3 separate regions of the Mus musculus genome follow, and all the other regions are linked to region 3. A link is a contact called in public promoter capture Hi-C data. All regions are on one chromosome and are shown on one strand. The core of a region is the stretch at or near the end of the contact, and the rest is flanking DNA. Distances in the headings are between cores, read along the strand shown. Region 1 holds the start of Lmbrd1 (LMBR1 domain containing 1). Region 2 holds the start of Tfap2b (transcription factor AP-2 beta). Region 3 holds the start of Kcnq5 (potassium voltage-gated channel, subfamily Q, member 5).

The links. Promoter capture Hi-C pulls out the DNA fragments that hold promoters and counts their contacts.
Region 1: a contact with region 3 is called in a promoter capture Hi-C map of pre-B cells, with 5 times the contacts expected there. The contact joins the promoter of Lmbrd1 here to the promoter of Kcnq5 in region 3. A contact is called at or near these places in 1 of 39 promoter capture datasets (pre-B cells) and 1 of 115 datasets of contacts at active chromatin or transcription factors (astrocytes).
Region 2: a promoter capture Hi-C map of embryonic stem cells shows a contact between it and region 3. The contact joins the promoter of Tfap2b here to the promoter of Kcnq5 in region 3. A contact is called at or near these places in 3 of 39 promoter capture datasets (cranial neural crest, embryonic stem cells and liver) and 1 of 484 Hi-C or Micro-C datasets (embryonic stem cells).

The regions. Positions count from the first base shown.
Region 1 is chr1:24,675,705-24,680,049 of GRCm38.p6, reverse strand. Lmbrd1 (LMBR1 domain containing 1) reads right to left here and starts at 1,506. Exons shown (of 16, transcript NM_026719.2): 1 at 1,234-1,506. The coding sequence starts at 1,293.
Region 2 is chr1:19,207,080-19,212,059 of GRCm38.p6, reverse strand. Tfap2b (transcription factor AP-2 beta) reads right to left here and starts at 3,146. Exons shown (of 7, transcript NM_009334.3): 1 at 2,812-3,146. The coding sequence starts at 2,892.
Region 3 is chr1:21,960,141-21,964,988 of GRCm38.p6, reverse strand. It overlaps Kcnq5 (potassium voltage-gated channel, subfamily Q, member 5), which reads left to right and starts at 3,047. Exons shown (of 14, transcript NM_023872.3): 1 at 3,047-3,808. The coding sequence starts at 3,408.

The sequences.
Region 1 (4,345 bases), core at 257-2,756, 2.7 Mb before region 3:
AAGTCCTATTTCCCTTATAAAATCATATTTTCTCTTTCAATGCTTAAGATCTCTATTTCCTAACTTATGATCAGCCCCCTCTTAAAAAGCCACTTATTATTTTGTTTGTATCCTCCTAGATAAAACTACTGTATCCACAGTAAAACTACTGTGCTTTAAATGCTTTTTCATTAATCAAGATACTCCAACTCTACGTTCCTGCTGGTAACATGCTTATTTTTCACTAAACATATGGGCTGGGAAAGCCAGTGAATTCTCTCCTAGTACAGGGCTAGATAGCCTCCCTCCAGGACACAAGCTAAGCATGGCCCAGGGCAATGGGATTTGTTAAAGTGAAGGGAGCATGCCAGTACTAAGACTGAATTTAGGGTTCCTGAACATGCAAGGCAAGTGTCGTGTGCGTGTGTGTGTCTGTGTGTGTGTCTGTATCTCTGTGTGTGTGTGTGTGTGCGCGCGTGCGCGCGCTACCTGATGAAAAACTGAAAAACTTGACTACCTGAACAAACTACCCAAGGGTCAGTATAGGGAATCTGAAACACATCGGACGAGTTTCAAAATGCAAACACTAACTGACCATAGGACTGAAGTCTTTGTAGAGTGGGGAAGGATTTGACAATATGAAATGTCATAAGAGAAGCAAACTAAACGAAGTCAGAAAGTAACAACCAGGTCACTCTGAGTCACTACAGTTGGGTTTTGTGCACCCAATGATCAGAGAAGTCTGGAAAAGAAGGCACCTGAGGTCAGACAGGTAATAACCTCCCGCCTGGCCAAGCGGCTCTACAGCGTTCTAAGTGGAATGTAATACCTAGAACGTGACACTCACGTCATCAAGGCAGAATCGCACAATGGGCGCGGGGAAACAAGGGGGGGCGGGGGGGGAAGGAGGCATTTAAACAAATAAACAATTGATTCTGTCAGAGCCCAGAAGCCTGGCCCAGAGGCGGTGAGGACTCCAATTCAAGCCGTGATCACGCCTTTCTCCACCCCGAGGGTCGCTCGTCCCCAAACTCACCCGCCAGCTACATTCTCAGACAAGAGACAGAAGCTGGCTGAAGTTAGGAAGGAGACCGCGGAGGATCAGCGCCTCTTCGCCTTCCTCCGGAGACCCTCGCGGACCCAGCAGAGAGCAGGGCGGGCGAGGAGGGTCCCCGACAGGCGAGGCCAGCGCTGGCCCGCCCTCCTCCTCCTCCCACCCCCTCACCCTGGGAGAACTCGGAGCGCCTCCCCTACCAGGAGCAAGAGGCCGAAGATGCACCAGCCGATCACCAGCTCGGCCGCCGCCGCCGCCATCTTCGCTTCCGGTCCGGATAAGCCCAAAGGGGTGGGGAGGGAAGGCACGGGACGGGACGGGACGGAACGAAGAGGGACCCGGAACTGCGCAGCCTAAAGGTTAAAGGGGCGGAGGGGCAGAGCGGAGGGTTGCCAAGGAGACCCGGCCCGCGAGCGTCCCCTGGCGACCAGCCGAGCCGAGGCGGGGCGCACCCGACGCACCGTGACGTCACCACGCTGCCCGCCCACGCGCGGCCTGCGTGCCACTTGATCTTGCTGGCACTCTAGGAGCTTTACGGAGGCAGGGCTGTGTCTGTGCCTCTGAATGTAGAGTGACATTACGGGTTTTCATTGCTTCCAAAAACAAGGTTTTGATCCCATTATGCAATCAGAAGTCATCCTGGTGCAGGAATGACTCAGAATAAAAGAATGTCATCTGCCCAGATGACTTTATAATTTGCTGATGACCAGGTCACGTCATTGCTTGACGGCACTGTGCTACCACGTGATGTTTCGTTTTGTTTTGTTTTTTCCATCTGCGCGTACCTGTGAATTTCCATGATGGTTTCATACAATTAAAATGTCCGAGTCTATGAACTGTAGGTGCTAATAATATGCTCAAGTGAACAAAACAGAGATTGTTGTAAATCTTATGTGAAGCTGAGGGAAAACCTGGGATGCTTGCCTGGGTCCCGTGGTGTATTAGTGTGTATTTAAATTGAATAAACAAACCCCGGCGTGATATTTAGTTTTGATTGTGGACGTTTGTCTGTGGGCTTGATACAATGCAGAACCATCTCGGAAGACTCAGTGACAAATTGTCTCGAATACATTGTCCTGTGGGCTTGTGAGGGATTTTTTCCTTTAATTGGGCTGAGGTGAGAAGCCCCACCCTGAATGTGGGTGGTAACATTTCCACATCCCTGGACCAGAACTGAAGACTTACTTAGCATGCGTGCATAACTCATTGCTGTGTGCGCTTGACCTTGGATGTGAGTAGCCACCTCTAGTTCCTGCTGTCTATAACATCACCACAACAATGCGCTGAAACCTTGCACTGTGAACCCAATAAACACTTCCATCCTTAGGACACTAAGACACTTAGGATGCAGTCAAAACAGTTTATGGATGAACTCCATCGTCGCTATAGTTTATTCTGCTGTGATATTATTACTCACCTTGGTCTTATTTCTGACTGGAAGTCTGCAGTAGTTAAGGGTTGGGTAGAAGTGTCGAAATGAGAAGAAAGTGGAAACAGAATGTGTTTTATATGAACCGGTCCCATCAGAAACTCTCTGGTGGAAGTGTGTGTCCGTCTCTGAGATCTCATGTGTGTCCCCAAGTGCATCACCAACAAGTCATGCTTGTGCTTTACTTCTTGAGCCAATGCCTTTTAACCCTTCTGTAGTAGGCTTGCTGGTTAGAGGAGATATCAAAAACCACCTGAGACCAGTCATCCCTGTTGTCTTCAATGGCCCAAATCCTCTTTGAAAACGATCACATAATCAGTAATTTTGTGAGCACAAGCTGTTCCTCCTGAAGCTGCATTTCCCTAATTCTGCCATGGAACAAATAACTTACTTTTGCATATTTCCATAGGATTCAGATCCCATTCCACATTGGTATGAATCAGACAACACCTTTCTCTATATCGTAGTATTATGTCCATTTTCAAATAGGTTCCTTGAGACCTCTTCCATTAGGCAGTTGTCCATCACTAAGTGAAAGTACTTGAGATAATCAATTTATAAGTCTTATTATGGTTTATGATTTCAGAGGTTAGAACCCATGGTTATCCAATCTATTGCTTTGACTCATGGTGTCTTACATGGTATATTATGTAAGACTGTGTGGTAGAGAAAAACTTTACCTCATGGCAGCTGAAGAACAAAAATAGAGGAAGCGACTGAGTCCACTTGTGGTGGTTTTGTAGTTCTACCTCCTCTGTTTCCTCTCTAAAGTATCCAGACACAGCTGATACACACCAGGTTTGAAGGATGAAGCAGCATTCGGAACCAGTGGGGTCTACAGGACTCCAGTCTAGTGTGAGCAGGTGCCAGGGAGAAGGCCTTCTCCAAGGATTTTGATGAATAGCTCTCTTAGACCATCTTAGCTTGTGTACATACCTTTCTTCAGGGAGGGCTTGTATGCGTACACTTTATTCAGGGCAGAGAAGGACTATATATGAGCAGAGAGAAAGAGAGAGAGAGAGAGAGAGAGAGAGAGAGGTAGAAGATGAGAGAAACTGGATTCCTCAGACAAGGTTCCAGAAAGGGAAGCCTTGCTGGTGAAGGAAGTCTTCCATTTTGTGTGGAGATCAGAGGAGCTATCCCGACCCGACATGGTAGACTATCCCTTTCATTTGCAGGCTTTCCCCACAGGTTTAAATAGATATGGCTCCAATAAACTCATGTGTTTGAATGCTTGCTGGGCCCATAGGGAGTGACACTGTTAGGAGGTGTGGCCTTGTTGGAGTAGGTGTAGCCTTGTTGGAGGAAGTGTGATGTATTGTGTGGGGGAGGGGCTTTGAGGTCTCCTATGCTCAAGCTACACCCACTGGGGCTCCCAGTCTCATTTTGCTGCCTGCGTGGATCAAGATGTAAAACCCTCAGCTCCTCCAGCATTATCTCTGCCTGCGTACTGCCATGCTTCCCACCATGATGATAATGGGCTAAACCTCTGAAACTGGAAGCCAGCCCCAATTTAGTGTTTTTTTTTATAAGAGTCGCTGCGGTATCTCTTCACAGCAATGAAACTCTAACTAAGACACCTCTCAAAGGTCATGCCTTTGGTGGCCTAATTTTCATTAGGACCCACTTTCTGTGGTCTTTCCACCTCCCCAAAGCACTGCATTCTGGGGATTCCATCTCCTTCAGTACTCAAGTGTTTGCCTCATGTTTCAGATCCAGACTATGGATTTCTGTCATATGAGATTGCTTCTAATCCGTTAGTTATTTTTTTAGCAAAGGATTGCCAAAACTGTGTACACAAATATGCATACATTTCTCTCAGTCAGCAGCATGGAAGAGTGCATAATTTAAATTCAAAGCTCTGAATTAGGTTGTAAAGCTGA
Region 2 (4,980 bases), core at 1,897-4,396, 2.8 Mb after region 3:
ATAATTGATATTCATGACTATTAATATTACACGAGTACTTTAAAGGGAGAATGGAGGACAAATGGAGCGTGAAGCAGCAGCGAGCTCAGAGCTCCTCCACTATTGTAAATGACGTTCATTCAGTGGAGAATTACTAGATGTAATCACACAAGGGGGCTGGCAGAGGCAGACTTGGGGGAAAGTTGTGCAGGAAAGAGGCAGAACTTCAATTAACTGAGCGGGGACACTCTCTCTGGCTCTTGTAAGGCAGTCTCTGCTCTTTGGATTCGGCGGTGTGCTGGGGTCTCCCAGAGAATGTAGGTGTTCTTGGATAGAGAGGAAAACTTTCCCAACGGGGAGGAGGTGGTAGTCTTGGGTGCTTGGTGTGTAGATTTAAAAAGCAAACTAGAAAGGCACTGCCTGATTATCTGGTGGGGCGGAGGGGGGGGGGAGAGTAAAATGGGTGGGCCTGTTTGTTTACGTGTGTTTACTGCGGTCTACCCCTACTTTTTCTGAATGTAGAAGACCAAGTTGTGGGGTTTTTTGTTTTTGTTTTTTTGTTTTGTTTTAGTTTTTTTGTTTGTTTGTTTTTGTTTTCGAAGAACGTAGGAGAGATGGGGACTTTTGGAACACAATGCAGCCTTTTTCTCTTTAGTGCTTACAGACTGAAAATTTTAAAACCCAGATTTAAAAATCTATGTGATTGGTCTTCAAGCACACTAAACGTATCCTTTCCAGGCAAAGCCAGGGGCAACAGAAAAATCTTTTGGGATGTATCAGGAACCCGTCCAACTGGCCTGACTGCCATTTCTGTTAAACTTCAACCGTAGTCCAGACTGAAATAGGCTCCTTCTACCACGTTGGGTGCCGGTTCGCGGGGCTTTCCAGATGAAAATTTGGGCAGCCAGGAGCAAGTCACTCTCTCTCCTCTCCACCCCCCACCCCAAGCCTACTCTCCTCTCCTCTTTCTCCTACCCCCCTTCCGGCCCTTCTCTCACCTTCCCTCCTATTTTTTCCCTCTCCCCCTTTCCTTTTTTCCTCTCCCTCCCCATTTCTCTTCTCCCTTCCCACTTTTACTCTTCTCCACTCCCTTCCCCGCCTAGCCCTCCCTCATTTTCCACTTAGCCCTTTATGTTATTCATAACCAAAGAACTAGCACCACACTGATTAGGATAATTCCTCTATGTATATACCCAGAGCTATTTCCACCGCGGCTCTAGCTCCGCCAGTGCTATGTTTACTATGGGCGACGTTCTCTTTAGGATAGTTCAACGCCCTGGAGTTGAACATAATCCCGCCTGTTAGGAATAAAAGGACGCTGAATCCCACCAGGCGGGGAGGCGCGGTTCCTCAGTACACTACCACAAAGAGGAAGGCGAAACCTGAGGTCACCCGAGAAAGAAGAACTCTCTCTCTCTCTCTCTCTCTCTCTCTCTCTCTCTCTCTCTCTCTCTCTCTCTCTCTCCCTCCTCTTTCCTGTCTCTCATTTTCTTCTTGACTTCCTTTTCTTCTACCTTTCTCACTTTCTCATTTACCTCTAAATGAGGTCGTAAGAATGGCAGATCTGGGGGACCCTGGCCACTGGCTCTAGCCGCTCTACCCAGAAAACCTGAGGAGTCGCGGCCACACACCGGACCCAGTTAAGAGCGGTAGGGACAGAGCTAGCGCCTGCCTCCGGACTCTTCTTAGCTGAGCAAGGCTAACACCGCGGTGCTGTCCCAACACCTACAAGGCTCACGGTTCAGATTTCTTTCAGAACCGGTTACTGAGTCTGGGTTGTCCACCTCTGCCCGGTGGCCCAGCCTCGTGCTGCTGTGCTGCTGCGGGTAGCTTTCCAACTTTTCTTCCCCCGCCTCTGCTTCCCTCTTCGCTAAACCCCTTTCGCTTTTTTTTTTTTTTTTTTTTTTTAATCCCGATCCTCAGATATCTTGGAGCTTCGGAGTCTGCCTTCCCTCTCTCGACGTCCCCTTGAGCCTTACTTTCCTTTCCTCTTGAGCTCAGCTCCCCAGCTCCCGGGTTGTGGCGCGGGATCCCTCATCTGTCCCCAGCCGGGCCGCTTCCCCTCGCCCGCCAGCTGGAAGGGCAGCCGGACAGCCTCGCTCGACGCGGACTCCGGAAGCTCTCGGTGGCGTCCGACAAGGCGGAGGGAAAAGCACGGGAGGGATGCGCTTGCCTGGGGACCGGTAGCGGGTAGCACGAAGTGTGGGCAGGCTTCGTTAAAAATGCCCACACGCTGGCGGCTGCCATCTCTGCTTGGAACCACTGACCCGCAAAGAATCAAAATACGACAAAACAAAAATAACAAACCGCGCTCTCTCCCATACGGTACTGGATTTGTTCATACATCCCTCCTTTCCCCTCGCTCTCCCTAGATATCTACCCTCTACCTGCGTACGTTGGTTACCGATTTAAAAAAAAATATTAAAAGTTTAAAAAGCAAAAATTAAAGTCCCAGTCGGCGTGAGGCTTAAAAACCCGATTCTGTCCCGTACTCAAAATGAGGAGAGACTGTTTTTCCCTCACTGTTTGCCTGAATTCCTGGCTCCACGTTACCTACCAGAGTCTACAAGGGGAAGGAGAGAGCCGGAGAGAAAGAAAAACAAAAAGGAAAAGAAAATAGCTCCTAAATTAAACTTCTCACATTCCAACCTTAAAAGTTCCCTTTCTGGAGAGCAAAGTCTCCCAGAGCCAGCCTTAGAAAACTTAAAGAAACCTCAGAAACCCGATCAGAAATCTACGAGTAAATAGCTTAAAATATATCAGCTGGGGTGTCAAAGAAGCTCCAGTTTTCTATCTCCAAAGCTCTAAAATGCATCTGGGGTGTCCGCTCACCTCATAGATGTCTTCGTACTTGACATTCTCCACGAGTTTCCAGAGCATGATCGCAGCCTGGTCTCTAGGAGGTGAGTGCATTCATGTGAGGAGCAGATGTCTGGTTTCTCAGGACTCCGCTGTCTGTAATGATCCATCTATAATTGGAAATGGGGGATACACACCAAATCCGACGCTCCTCTCCCATCGCAACTTATATCTGTTGTCTCAAACAATAGGCTGGAGAAGTAAGCCTCAGCAGACAGAAAAACATTATTGCACACAGGACTTAGATACAACGCGCACGCATACACACACACACACACACACACACACACACACACACACACATGCGCGCGCGCGCGCGCACACACACACACACGCACATGCACACATATATATTATAAAAAATCATAAACATGAATTTACACGCAGATAGTCACATTAGTTACATAAACACCTCTGGGTCACAGAATCCACAGACTAACCGTGCATTTAAAGGGAATATAGTGGTTCAAAACGAGAAATATAAATAGATACATTAAAAATCTGTTTTGAAAATGGCGAATCAATGCAGCCACTAACTAAAGTGTTTTAATAATTGACAATGAGAAACCACGCACATCAGTCCCCAAATTTTCTACATAGTTTTTTTTTTTTTTCTTTTAGGAGAACCATTACTGAGATTTTAAAGACAGTTTTCCTATTCTTGTATATTTAGGGGAGCATTAAAAAAACACCACTAGATTTTTGACTTTGAGTTATATTTCTCTATTGATGCAACCTTATAAAAGTATCATTGTGGAACAAGAATAACACCACTATTTACCACAATGGTTTCTGATATTTTGCTCATTGTGTCTAACACATTTGGAAACTTGAATATCTTGTGGACCCTACAATCTATATTGCTTGTTGCTTTAGGGATTGTTCTATATTTTTAGTGGTTCCTTGGTGTCTTTCTGTTTGCCTGGAGTCTCCATTTTATTAAGTTTTTTCTCTTCCTTTACATGTTGGAAACAACAAAGCACACAATGTTAATCTTGAGACCTTTAACAGGGGTATAGAACATTTTGTATTTGGGTTTATTGCCTGTAATTTGTGATTTTAATCTGATAGACTTGAGACAAGAACACCCAAATCTTTGAGAAGGTTTAAGCTTTGTACTGTTTAAGGAAACAGTGGGAAATGTTTTAAGATGTACAAGAGCAAATATTGTTTGGCCATTTTGCATTGGGGTAGATTTTCTTTTGAATATGTGCTTTTTGAAGTTTAGTTTTTTAAAAAATATTTTCAAAGCATAAATAACAACAAGTACAAAGTTTAACCACTAACCTACCCTCAAGTGGGCACCCTGTAAGGCACAGGATTTTCTTTTTTTTAATTTCATGAGGAATTCTATATTCACTAGCTCCCTCTCCTCCCCATCTTTCCACCCTTTCTGGGTTCTCGGAGGGTTCCCTGGAGTCAGTAGGGAGGCACTGAAGAAGATCTTGGCCCCTGGGGCAGAAAATAAATGACAGGAGGGAATGAGGAGGGTTGGGGTAATTTGGGGTGGAAGTTATTAAACCTGATGAGGGTGAATCTGTAAAGGGAGATTGTCTTTAAACTCCAGTGCATTCTAGAGCTCCGGCAGGGTCGGAGGCTCCGTGAGTAGGAGAAGGCTTCAGATAGACTAGGAGGAAGACAGCGGTTCCTAACAGCCAAGCTGAGGACTCCTACCTCGCAATGAACAGTCCTGTAGATCTATTATTGTTACTGTTATTATTATTAATTTACTGTAAGTCAAATGAAGGAAATGCAGGGTGCTTCAGGCAGAACTTGAGAAACACATCTTTTTCTCTATTCCCTGTTGGATTTCTTTTCTTCCTTTTCTTTTCCTCCTTCTTCTAACCCCTCCTTCCCTTCTCCCTCCCTCCCTCCCTTCTTTCCTTCTTTCTCTTTAGATCTTCTCCTTCTAGTCTTTCCTTCCTTCCCCCTTCCTTCTTCTTTCCTTCCCCTCTTCCCTCTACTAAAAAGAAAATATTCTTAAACTACACAGAACAAGGCTAGTCTTCCAGCGTCAGCAGATATGTCTCCCTTTCGCCACCAGAGATGGTTGGGAGACAGGAAATCGTTCCTCTTAATGTCGTTGTGTGGAAGGACTTAAAGTGGATTCCACACTCTTTCACTAAGTCATCCTCTACTTGA
Region 3 (4,848 bases), core at 1,798-4,297:
AGTAAGAAAATATAACAGGACAGAAAAGGCATTGAAATCAATTATTTTCTAGTAACTATATTCAAGTAAAATCGCTTCTATAGACTTTAGGGAATTTAGTTTCCAAGACCATAAATTTCAGGCAGGCACCACAAAGGAGTAGTTGAAAGCACCCTTACCCTCTTTCTTGAGACAGGGTTTCTCTATGTAACCCTAGCTGACCTGGAACTTGCTCTGTAGACCAGGCTGGCCTCAAACTCACAGAGATCAGCCTGCTTCTGCCTGCTGAGTGGTGGAAGTAAAGGAATGGACCACCATTGCCAGGCTAAAGCAAAACCATCTTAAGGGATGAGGTCTGTCAATCAACTCACATCTTCTACACTAGCCATAAACACTGGTAGTTTATTTAGAGTGATTCTTTGCATAGGCCTTTTGATTCTTGAAATCACAACATTCAAGATACAAGCAGAGAGGTAATCACAAGTTAGAGGCCAGCCTCGGCTAAATATGTATCCTCAGGACAGCATGGGCTACAGAGTGAGATCTTGTGGCACAAAACCAAAATAAAGAAATAAGTGGAATTGTCATGTACTTTTACTATTACCCTTTCATAATATTTTAGTGTAATTGTTACTCATGAAATAATGTTACATTATTTCATGCATGGCTCACTATGCCTACTGATATTTCAGCAAGAAATAAAAGGCAGTTTCCTAGCAACACCTGTATTCAAAGGAGCAGCAACAACAATAAAAGCTTAATTACAAACACTTTCTTTTCCTCAAAGTTGACTTTTGCCTATCTAGAGAAGTCACTGGGTTACAAGGAAAACATGGCACAGATCAAGGCCTAGGAACAGGTATGAACAGAGTCTCTTAGACTTTCCTTTCTGGGATTGAACAAGCAGGATGATCCCCTAGGGTTTGCACCAACAGCAGAATGGGTACTCCAACTGGGAGTCAGGATGCTGGGTTCCTAGTGGCCCATCCTGTCTGTGAATACACAGACAAGCCCCCTTCTCTGGGTTTGTGATTAAGTGGATGGCACTCAAAAAAGATAGTTACAAATGTCTTAGACGTCTATAACCCTTACTAATTGCAGATGTCCTTGCCACCTTCCCACCCGGGTTTATTAACATTTTCGAAATAGACATCATAGCTTCCCTGGTATGATCCCTGCATCCTAGGAAACCATCATTTGGACATTAAGCAGCTGAGTTCCTGGGCCTTTCAGAAGGGGAAACACGCTCTTGAGTCCTGCCTTAAAGAGATTTCCTGCCTGTGTGTGGGGCCAGGCCCCAGAGTGAGGCAAAGGTGATCTAATCTCAGTTGAAGTTTGCAGCAAAGAAAACAGCTTCCTTTAAAGGGGAAGTGGCCTTTTCATTTTCTTATTTTCAGCAAAGCTAGGATTTTTTTTTCATGCCGACAGCGTGTGCACGAGTCATTTTAAGTCTCTACATCTTTCACCCTGAAAGTCCCTGCACAGAAACTCCACGGGGAGTCTAAATATAGCTGCACCGAACTACCCCCCACCTCAGCTCCCACCTTCAGCCAGGGGTCTCCACGCAGCTCTAGGATTGGAGAGCTTATTCCAGGACATTCTCTTTGCATCTGCCTTGAATAGCAGGGCACGGAGCAACCTCTCTAGCACCTCCACGGTGTGTGGGTGTGAAGTGTATTAGAGGAAAGCAGGAGTGACTCTGAGTGTTGATGCTTGGCTCACACGTGGTACTGCTGCCAGCTGCACAGCGCTAGGGGTTAGTAGTGCCTACTGCCCAGAGGTTTGAAGGGAAACAAGGTCTTGCTGAGTAAGAACCAGGAAGAGGTCTTCACAAAACAATAACGATAAAAATAAAAGTAAAACTCTTAGCTGACGTTCTGACTGTAGAAAGCAGCTGTCTGTGGGCGTGGGTGTATGCACGGGGTGTATGTGTGGGTGTGTTGGTAGAGTATTATCTGCTATGGGTGAGACAACCAAGATAAGATTTTTGCCTTAGTGTTGGCTGGTATTCATGGAAGTGAAAAAAGGCTCAGGGATGGCCACTTTGCTACTGACTACCATGACTTTGTGTTGAAAGCATAGTTCAGTTGAACTTGGCGATTATTACTTTTTTTTTTTTAAATATTTGGGAGGAAGGCTGCTCTATTAGAAGGAGTTCCCAATCCTGGTGTCCTCTCAGTTTCCCCATCGCTGAATCTGTTGTTTAATTGCTAACAATATTTTTGAAAGGCGGAGTTCTGAGCCAGCAGCACCATAATCTCACTCTCATCCAAGAGAAGAGATGGGCTTTGGGGCGCCCATTTTCCAGAGGTGGTGGGGGATGCAGTCAGTGGTTCCCTTTTCTCTAACATTGTAAGTTACAGCATCCTGTCTGAGAGGCAGGTCCTGGACTCACTATCCTCCATGATCCCTCTCGAACTCCCTGGGGACGCCACAGTCGCGGCGGAGATTTAAGCAGTTTTATGACTTTCTTTCACTTACATGGAAATTTCTGGAAGGAGAGAAGTGGGCTCCTTTTCCCAGGCTGCTCTGTCAGGAGGAGCTCCCTCACCACGAAGGAGCTACTTTGGAGTTTTACGCCCTCCCCACACCCCACCCCTGGGGATGGGAAGGATGTTCTGCGACTCGCAGGCTTGTTGTCTGAGGCTAGGATGGAAAGTCACAGCCTGCAGGCTGGATTGAGTCGCGGGAAGCTGCTGGGTCCCTGCCTGGCTCTCTCCGGGTGTGTCCATTGAACTGCGGTGGGCTGGTCCCCAGCGCGGGAACCCAAGCGCCACTGCCAGAAGCTTAGCCCCCGCTGGCTCGCTCCTAGGCTAGCCAAAACCTGGAGGGTAGGACAGAACCTTTCCTGCCCACACCCATCACCCGAGGATGGCAGGACCAGGCGCGGCATAGCAGCGGGAGAAGCCCAGAGACCCGCTCGTCCAGTTTATTCAAGAGGCAGACTTCGCCCTCCGGACAGCTCCGAGTCCCAGGAAGAACCGAACCAAACTCATCCTGGGAGACCGACTTAGGGTCAAGCCGGTATTCTGCCGGGGTGCAGGGGACAGACAGACTCGAACCCTGCTGGGTGTGCACGCGTGCGAGCGTGCCTCCGGGCATCCCGCACACCCTCAGTCCCGTGTGCCGACACTCCTCGGGGAGGAGGGAGTGGCAGCCACCAGACTAAAGGAAAGCGAGGGACACCTCACAAAGTGACGCCCCCAACAGGTCCGGATTTGGAATTGGAAGCGGCAGAAATCCGGACCTCCCCGGGCCTGCTCCGCACACCCCGCCGCCCCCGCCCGGAGCCCCGACTCTAGGCTAGTCCGCCCCCCCGGGGCGCCCCGTCGGCTGCGGGTTTCCTCCTGCAGACCTGCCCGCGCACATGAAGCCGCTGCCCCCGCCGCAGGCGCCAGCGCCCCCCTCGCGGTGCCCGTGGTGATGCCATGCCCCGCCACCACGCGGGAGGAGAGGAGGGCGGTGCCGCCGGGCTCTGGGTGAGGAGCGGCGCGGCGGCGGCGGCAGGCGCGGGTGGGGGGCGCCCGGGCAGCGGCATGAAGGATGTGGAGTCCGGCCGCGGCAGGGTGCTGCTGAACTCGGCGGCCGCCAGGGGCGACGGCCTGCTGTTGCTCGGCACCCGCGCGGCGGCGCTCGGCGGAGGCGGCGGCGGCTTGAGAGAGAGCCGCCGGGGCAAGCAGGGGGCCCGAATGAGCCTGCTGGGGAAGCCGCTCTCCTACACCAGCAGCCAGAGCTGTCGGCGCAACGTCAAGTACCGGCGGGTGCAGAACTATCTGTACAACGTGCTGGAGCGACCCCGCGGCTGGGCGTTCGTCTACCACGCGTTCGTGTGAGTACCCGCGCCCCCACTTCCGACCCCGTGTGCCCCTAGCCATGCCCTCTGTTGGGGAGCCCCGGGGCGCACTTGGCGCCCGCGCCCTGGCCTTAGGCGCGGAAACGCGTGCGCGCTCACACGCAGAGCTACACACACGTGGTGGTTTTTATTTCTTTGCACGTGTTGCCATCGGCCCTCTGGAGCCCTCAATCTCTCTCGTCCCACCTCTCGCTCTGGTTCACATAGAGCCCTTTTGCCCCAAAGCACCCAAGGGACTAACGGGTCAGTTCCAGGTACCTGGGTGATTGAAGGCAGAAGCCGGACTTAGGCGACTCAGATAATCGGGAGCGATTAGGTCCTGATATGCGGAAAGTTAACTGAGTGGGGCGCCCAGGAGCTGGGGATAGCTCCGGGAGGTTGTGCACCATCCCGAGACTGGAGAGACTGGGAGGGCATGACCGGGTGGGATGGAGTGGCGAGGAGAAGGTTAAGAGTGGGTCCACAGTCAGCTCTGGGGTCAAGCAGAGGAAGCTGCTACGTGATGGAGAGAGAGAGAGACTAGGTTGTAAGCGCGCCCGGAAACACGCCTGGCCACCATCACAGCTGTCATCAACGGAAAATCTGTCAGTGCACGTAGTAGTCATTGCCACATAGAGGTGGTCAGAGTCTAGAGGGCTACCCAAGCTCTGTGGCAGGCAGTGCCAGCTGAAAGTGGAGAACTGGGGTTCAGGAACATGGCCAGAGGTGCTGTAGTGGAAATGCACAGGGGCCAGCTGTGACCTGAAGCAAGCAGTGTGTTTAGTTGACACTTATGGCGCCGAGATAAAGTGTGTGTGTGTGTGTGTGTGTGTGTGTGTGTGTGTGTGTGTGTGTGTGTGTTGACTAAGCCCTCACCATCTAGCAGAGTATGCGAGAATGAAAATGAGAAAATGGTTGGAAGCAAATGTTTATTTTTCCCTTAGGCATTAGAAAGCTTTCCGTGGCTTTGAAGTTTACTACTGTTTTGCCCGACGTCCATTCATTCAATCTCCTGTTAGAGTTAGGTGAATCTGGAC